Linked DNA regions of Sus scrofa: region 2 is linked to region 1. A link is a contact called in public Hi-C data. All regions are on one chromosome and are shown on one strand. Each heading gives the region's core, a stretch centred on a gene start, on an enhancer-like site or on the middle of the called end of the contact. The rest is flanking DNA. Distances are from core to core; before and after follow the strand shown. Region 1 holds the start of PUM3 (pumilio homolog 3). Region 2 holds the start of VLDLR (very low density lipoprotein receptor).

Region 1 (4,107 bases), core at 249-2,748:
GATGGACCTCCTGCAATTCTCATTCTACAGTCTCTTCTCTTGAGCTTTTACTGGAGAAATAATCAATTACAGAAAGTAGTCCAGAGGCAGCCAGGTTGAATTTGAATCTGGATCAAAATTAATGAATGTCTTCCCTTTCTCCATAACATGAGGGGGAAAGACCTACTTAACTTCTTATGAGACTTAAGTGAGCTTAGGATATGTTGGTGTCCCTTCCTGCAGAATCTATGAAAATGACCTTATTTGGGGAAAAGATTTTTGCATATGTAATTAAGTAAAGACATCTAAATGTGATCATCCCTGATTATCCTGAGGGATCCTAAATTCAATAAACAGACAAGTGCCTTTACAACACATAGAAAAGGATGGCTCAGTGGATAACGAATCCGACTAGGAACCATGAGGTTGTGGGTTTGATCCCTGGCCTCGCTCAGTGGGTTAAGGATCCGGCGTTGCGGTAGGCTGTGGTGTAGGTCGCAGACGCGGCTCGGATCTGGCGTGGGGGTGGCTGTGGCTCCGGTGTAGGCCGGGTGTCTACAGCTCCGATTAGACCCCTAGCCTGGGAACCTCCACATGCTGGGGGTGCAGCCCTAGAAAAGACATAAAGACAAAAAAAAAAAAAAAAAAAAGAAAGAAAGAAAAAAGAAAAAAAAAAAAAAAACAAACACATAGGAAAGGAGAAAACATAGAAGAAAAAGTCATGTGAAGACAGAGGCAGAGACTGGAGCGGCCCAAGCCAAGGAAAGTCTGGAACCGCAAGAAGCGGAAAGAGGCACAAAGTTGTTCCCTAGAGGCTGAAGAAGGTGCACAAACTCTCTAACAGCATGATTTCCAACTTCTAGCCTCCAGAACAATTAGAGAATAAATTCTGTTGTTTGACCGGACCAAGTTTGACCCCATTGCACCTGCAAAATGAGGTAGCAGCCTAACTACAGTCTCATCTCCTTAAGTGGATAGTGGGATAACTGCATTCTGGACGGAAGGGCAGACGTTTAAAATGTTAAACATTTATCAATCATTCACTGTACTAGGCTTTTTCCATACATGACAGCCATCGCTATTTGATCAAGTAACCAAGGTTCAAAGAAATTCAGCCATTTGTCGTAAGCCACGCAGCTAACAAGCAGAAGAAAAAGCCGAGATCGCAATACAAGCCGATTCCGGACATATCCCTTTAATCCTCCCCTCTAGAATACCAGAAAGGATGCGAATGAACCATTCTAAAATTCTTAACTGTTTAAGCCTCAATTCCCCCTACAGTTTAGTGGCGCCAAGTTCTCCGCTGCCACAATTGGTGAGCCCTTGCGAAAAGCTCCAGCTCCTCCCGGGAAAGACAGGGTTAATGACGTCACTTTCAGGAGCCGTTATCCCGTCTTCGCCCCACGGGTCCTTTCCAGGGCCAAAACTCTTTGTGGCTCAGTCCTCGCGCCTCTCGATGAGATATAAGTAAGAGCGGACCAATAGCAACGCCGAATTTCCGTTTTTCTGGATAATTCCCTCCCCTTAACCGTAGCGCCGCTGCGGAAGAAGGTAAAGGGAGACAGGGGCGGGGCTGGGCTAGGAAGCGGAAGTCCTCGCGGTGGGTCCAGGACCCGTGCTTCCCGGACCCGCACGTGTGTGGTGAGTGTAGCGCGCTCCGCTGCAGATCCCGGGAGGGCTTTGTTCCCTCGCCGGCGCTGGAGTGGGAGGGTCTCTCGGATAGAGGTGTTCACATCTGTCATCCGCCGGTTGATCTTCTATGGCTTTTTCTACTCTGGGAGTTTTAGGTCTTATGGGAGCCTGACTGCCAAAGCAGGTTTACTTCTCTCCCTATCTCGCTGTCTTGAGAATGCTGGGTTAACTTGAACTACCTTCAGCCTCTAAAATCCCAGCGTGTGCTAGTAGCTTTCAGCTTTTCTGTCATATATTTGACTGGGTGCCCAGTTTACACTCTGAATGTACGGTTGCAAGTTGTAAGCGTTGGGAGGGAAACGAATTTAGTGCTCAGCTGGAGGATGGGGGTGTTTGGGGGAAGTAAGCCGAGATCCAGAGCATGACAAGAGGCCACCCTGGGATCTGGAAGCGCAGGGAAAACCACTTTCAGCAGAGACAGTAACTTGGGCTAAGTCCTTCAGGTGGAAACTGTAGAAGCGAAGCCAGAGTAGTGAGCCAGAAGTACAGCGATACAAGACAAAGTTAAATGGGTGGGTGGGAGGTTCTGTAGGGCTTGGGAGTCAGTGCTTGCTAGGAGTATGGATTTTCTTTACAATGGGAGAATATTCCCATTTGTACAACACAGTGAAAACTTACAAGCAAGGGAGAAGCAGGTCCCGGTTCTCTTCAGATAATGTGTAGTAATTTGTATTATTATATAGTGCGTGTAGTTATTATATAGTCTGTATAATTATGTAGTGTATTTCATATAGAATGTATTATATAGAGATTATTGACGATGGTTTGGATCAGGGTGGTGGTAGTGGAGATTGAAGTTGGAGGGTTAGAGGGTCAGTTAAAGTTACTAAAGGGGATTTAAGAGGACTTAGTGAAGGATTGAATGTAGCAGACAAGGGAGACAAACTATCACAGGTAAATCTTGGGTTTCCTCTTCTTACTTGACCACTGGAGTGGGTGATGAGCCAATGCTGAAATGGGGAAAAATAGATGAGGACATTTTTGTTTCCAGGCGGAGTGTTTGTTTTTTTTTTGTTTTTTGGCTACACCCACAGCATGTGAAAGTTCCCAGGCGAGGGGTTGAATCTGAGCCACAGCTGTGACTGAGGTGCTGCAGACATATAAAGAATTATATTTTGTATACGTTAAGTGTAAGATGCTTATTAGACACATAAATGGAAGTTTCAAGTGGGTAGTTAGAATACATGTCTGGAGTCCAAGAAGATACTCCAATACGTGTCTGGAGTCCAAGAAGATACTCCTAAGGGAGAAATAATTTAAGGGTCCAGCACAGAAAGCCATGGGACTGGATGAAATCCCCTTGAGAGATGTGTATAGAGAGAAGACTTGAGGAATGCCAGCATTTAGAAGTTGGGTTTTCAATGGTCAGTACTTTCAAAGTGCAATGCTGAACCTGACCGCCAAAAGGAGTAAAGATCAATCACACGTTCCTCTATCTCTGGGAAACCTGTTATTTTCCTTCAGAAGGCAGAATTGGGCTCTCTCAGCTCTGTGGCTTTTTGAACACTTTTTATATACTTCAGTTAGAATGCTTAACTATGTTGTGTTTTAGTTTTCTGCTTGCCTGTCTCCTCTGCTGTATTACATTTTTATTTATTTATTTTGGGTATATAGTTTTAAAAAAATCCCTTAGCTTTCTAGCACATAGTCTGTAGATATTCCATACATTTCAAGTCCAACGTGTCAAGTTATAAGAAGGCCATCAAAATGTGTCATAGGAGTGCTCTCTTCAGCAGCACATATATTAAAATGTGTCATAGGGAGTTCCCGTTGTGGTGCAGCAGAAACAAATCTGACTAGTATCCATGAAGATGCAGGTTCAATCCCTGGCCTTGCTCAGTGGGTTGGGGATCCAGCATTGCTGCGATCTGTGGTGTAGGTCATAGACGTGGCTTGGATTTGACGTTGCTGTGGTGCAGGCTTGTAGCAATAGCTCCAATTCGACCCCTAGCCTAGAAACTAACATTGGTGTGGACCTAAAAAGCAAAAAAAAAAAAAAAAAAGTCATAGGAATAAAGAGAATCATTTGAAAGAGAAAGAAGGCGTTTGAAGGAGGAATGATAAGTATGATAAGTAATTATAATTTAGGCTGGATTTGAAGGATGAGTAGGATGTATTTTGATAGAGAATGGCTTTAAAGTTTGGCTCCAATATTTGAAAGAGAATACTGAGGGAGTAAAATTGGCTTCAGTGTGGTATTTGTGATGAGAGTAAATTAGGATCAAGTTTGAAATGCCTATGAATGCCAGTCTGATTTTGAAATTCTTCCTGTAGACAGTGGAAACTTTTGAAGGTATTAGAGCAGGGAAATAACATGAAATAGATGTATTAGTGGAAGATTAATCAGGCAGCACAGAGCAGATCATAGCACATTGAATCTAACAATGGAAAACAATCTGAACAAGAGATAAAGAGCCTGAATAACATAATAGATGG
Region 2 (4,018 bases), core at 967-3,466, 220 kb after region 1:
GAACACCTGCCCTGTCCTAGAGGATTTTAGACCAGCATTTTTATGGGCTTCTGTTATCTGCTGTTCATGGCACTTCATTCACGAACTAGAGAAGAAAAACCATGCTCGCCTACCTAATACAAGGTGAACATATGGCTTCAACTAACTTACTTCTACAATTTAGATGCATTCCTAGTATTCTATAGGACAAAGACATCCCCAATGGAAAGTTATATGTTAAATTAAAAGAATATAAAAAAAATTTTAACAGAAAAAATTTTAACAGGAAAAAAAAAGAATATGAAGAGAACACACAGCAAAAAAAAAAAAAAAAAAAAAAAAATCCTTTCTCCTTTTTTCCTGCACAATGATCAGTAGTTTCTGGTATATCTTAGTCTTCTGAAATGATATGAAAGGTGTAATGCAAGTCAGGGCACTAGTCTGAGAAATCGCTTAATAAGTTAGTACTGCTCATCCATTAATGATTAATGTTAGCGTCTGAAAACTTTCCTAAGCAGGGATACTCCAAGTTCTCAGTTTTGTTACACATCACAGGCCATCTTTGCTACGCACGCGCCCTTTTCAAGGCGCACAGGCAGGGGAAAGCATTTGAGAGAACAGTCCATTGGAGCCTGTCCGTTTTTTATGTTCCCTTAAAGATAACATTTCTCAGGCTGCTAAATTATGAGTCTGGGAGCCATGTGACCAACCGAAACGTGATCGGGCGGCCAGCCAATCGCAGAGCGCAGAAAAGCCCGTCCCAGCTTCTCACGCTCCGGACAACTGGCATCTAAGGGCAAGGGGCTTTCGGAGGCTCAAGTCCCCAAGTATTGCTTGAGAGGCTGCCTGGACGCTTTAAAGTTCGCTCTCACTTCAGAAGACACGTGACTGCAGGCAGGCAGGCAGGCAGGCCTCCAACGCCACTGGGGACACAAGAGCTAGGGTCTCTGGAATGGGTACATAGGACGGGGCAGTTTGCCAATTCCCCAGACCTGGCGAGCCAGCCCCTCAGTGTCCTTTCCAGGTCAATTCAGAGACTCGCCAGGATCCTCACGGAATCTTCTGAGAAGGGCTTCCTGTCGCCTGCCTGGGAAAGTTGTGCGGCCCCAAGTGGGAGAGTGGCTGAGCACAGGGCTCCCAGGCCCAGTGCGGCAGACCCTGGGGACCTGACAGTAGTCACCACCGCCCTCCCCAACAAACTACAGTCACACACCAGCTCTCCCAGTTCTCGCGCTGCTCCCTTTGATGTATTGTTTAGAATGAAGGCTAATTACAGTCACTAGATTAGGACTCGATTCCTCTCGAGGAAATCTCACCGGGAACGAGGCTCAGCAAACTAACCTGATTAAGTCTTCTTTCCACTCCCCTCCCTCGTTCTGCTATCTTGGAGACCCGAGAGGTTTATAAACGCGGCCCAGAGAGTGGAAAGGGGAGAGGGGAGAACTATCTAGAGCTGGGGGAGGGAGTCCTATTTCAAGCCTCACTAGTCATCTAACCCGCACTCCAGAGAGACGGCCCGGCGCCTGGGGAGTCGCAGTCCGGGTGCGCAGGCTGCGCACTTCTCGACGCTCGGCGGAGACTCCCCGCAGCAGCCCACAGATCGCGCGCCCTCTCACCACCGAGGGAGACCCTAGCCCCGGCCGGCACCCAGCGCCCAGCGTTCTCGCAGGCGCCCATCCTCATCCACCGCCCCCTCCCACCCTCGCTTAAGTCGGAGGAGCGCGCCGGGAGCTGCCGCGCACGTCTCGGCCCACCCGGCCCTCTGCCTCCTTCCTAACACTCCGCCTGGCAGAGGAGACAGAACCATTGTTCAATGGCTCAGAAGCCCACATTCCCCATCCCCGGCCCAGCAGGGTGAAAAATGAGGCAAAGCAGTGGCCTTGGGGGAGGGAGTGTAGGGGAATGAAGATAGTTCGGGCCAGGCTTTAGGACACCCCAAACCCCACTGTCCCCCCAGCCCGGCTCCCGGTAGCCGAGGTGCTGACAGTCAGCTCAGAGGCGCCACCAGGGTGGGGAGAGAAAGAAGGCGACGAGAGCGGAGAGGCGCCTCCTAGGAGGGGGGGTGGGCAAAAGGAGACCCGCTCCTCGGCGGGGGGGGGGCCCCCAGCACCTCGGCTGGGTCTGGGCAGCCCGCGGAGGGGCGCGTCCTCACTCACCCGCTCCAGTGGCGCCGCTTTCTCGGGGCGCCAAGCACAGCACGAGCAGCAGCCAGAGCGCCCAGCGCGCGGACGTGCCCATGGTGCCCGCCTGGATGGTGGTGCCGCCGCCGCCGCTCGCTCCGCACAACAAGTTACCAGCCCTTCGGAAAGGAGGAAGGAGGTGGGGGCGGGGAGGGAGGAGGGGGAGGGGGAGGAGGGGAAGGAGTTAGAAGGGGGTAAAGGGAGCAGGGAAGAAGAGGGCACCCCCTCCCCTACAACTTGCACAATCTCCTCCCCACCCACCAACCCACCCACCCACCTCCCCCGGCTGCAGCGGCTGTGCAAGCCGAGCCCGCGGGCAGAAAATAATGCAGGCGCTGCAGAGGAGGGGAGGGAAGAGGAGGGGAGAAAGGGAGAGGGGGTGGGGAGGAGGGCCGAGAAGACAGAAGAGAGAGAAGCCGACCGCGGAGCACCCACACTGGCGGCTGCTGGAGCGCGGGGTGAGGAGCGAGGAGGGGGCAGGAGGGGGAGTGGTCAGCGGGGCGCGGGCGGCGGCGGCGGGGGTAGGGGCGGGCGCGGCGGCCTCAGCCCTCCTTCGCACTCTACGAGCTCCTCTTAAAAGCTCGGGGTGGCCAGGTGTCTGCTCTGGGGGGTGTGAGAGTATGTGCTGGAGCGTGAGTGGCCGTGGCCGTGGCCGTGGCCGCCGCTGCCGCCGGGACTGCTCCTGAGATCCGGCTGCTCAGCGCGTCCGCCCGGGGCTCACGGGGGCCCGGGGCGGTCGCTGGTTGGCTCGCGCGCCGCCCTCGCCTCCAATCCCCGGTGCCTGCCCTAATTTCCTGATCCCGGGAACCTGCCGCCGCAGCAGCTGTGCGCTCCCTACAGTCATTACAGTACCTTCCCGGCAGTCGCCAACAGTAAATGCAGCAGCAGCAGCAGCAGCAGCAGTTAGCACTGATGCAACCACTGAGGCTATTGCCACCGCCTTCCCCCTAACGGGGCTTACAGCCCGGGCGGGGGGGTGGGGGACTTGCAGCTTTCAGGGGCAACAAGCATCTCTCTACCACCCTCTCCTGCGCCCCAAAGAACGGCTGCTATTATGAGGCTGGTAGGTAGCTTCTTCCTTGGGCCTCCTCTCTCCACCTAAAAGTGATGAAGAGGAGTGGGTCTAAACGTTTGGGCTATTCTGATGTGGGGTAGGGGATGCCCCACATCATCTTAGGCGCACGCTGAGATGCCATTTTTGCTAAAAATTAACTGTGTCTTTAAGTGAGAGCATGTGTAAGGAGAGTGTGCGCGCGCGGTTGTGGTTAGTCCTCTGAAATAGAACGCGACTAAAATAACCCAGTCTAGGATGAGGAGGAGGGATATCAGTAGTGCAGCTCTACATTCTCTCATCAACGATTATAGTTAATTGCTAATTGCACAAAATAATGGTTGGAGGGCCTGTAATTAGAAGCTTAACCTTTTCTTGTTGGGGGAGGGGAAACCTGCAGGTTGATTCTTCTTGATGTAGTTTGCAACATTCAATTATGAGGCTTAAGGAAAGAAAAAAATAAGGAAGCAAAGGCAAGATTCCTGTAAAGGATTGATTCCTGTTTTGTGCCTGGCAATACTGAGCCTGTAATTTGCTTTTTGTGTACTTCGGTTTTCTTGCACAATTTCCCCTGGTTGAGGTGCATTGTCTTCTGTGGGCTGTTAAGCATCTAACCAGACTGGGAGAGCACACGGAGCTATTTCATCTTCTTAAAGTATTTATGTATTTTTTAAAAGTTGTTTTGTGTGTTGAATGACTCAAACTCTGCTGATTGAAATAGCACCAGCTCTGGTGCTCTTCTGTTGGTGATCTGAGAAGCAGAGGGCTCCTGCCTAGTTGTGTTTTCCTTCTTCTGGTGCTCCAGGGC

The links. Hi-C and Micro-C count contacts between places; a contact is called where the count stands out from the background.
Region 2: a Hi-C map of skeletal muscle shows a contact between it and region 1, with 3 times the contacts expected there. The contact joins the promoter of VLDLR here to the promoter of PUM3 in region 1. A contact is called at or near these places in 4 of 47 Hi-C or Micro-C datasets (embryonic fibroblasts, fetal heart ventricle, heart right ventricle and 1 more) and 2 of 2 datasets of contacts at active chromatin or transcription factors (alveolar macrophages and skeletal muscle).

What each region holds. Positions count from the first base shown.
Region 1 is chr1:218,992,641-218,996,747 of Sscrofa11.1, forward strand. PUM3 (pumilio homolog 3) reads left to right here and starts at 1,499. Exons shown (of 18, transcript XM_001927669.7): 1 at 1,499-1,620.
Region 2 is chr1:219,207,490-219,211,507 of Sscrofa11.1, forward strand. It overlaps VLDLR (very low density lipoprotein receptor), which reads right to left and starts at 2,217. Exons shown (of 18, transcript NM_001199890.1): 1 at 2,136-2,217. The coding sequence starts at 2,217.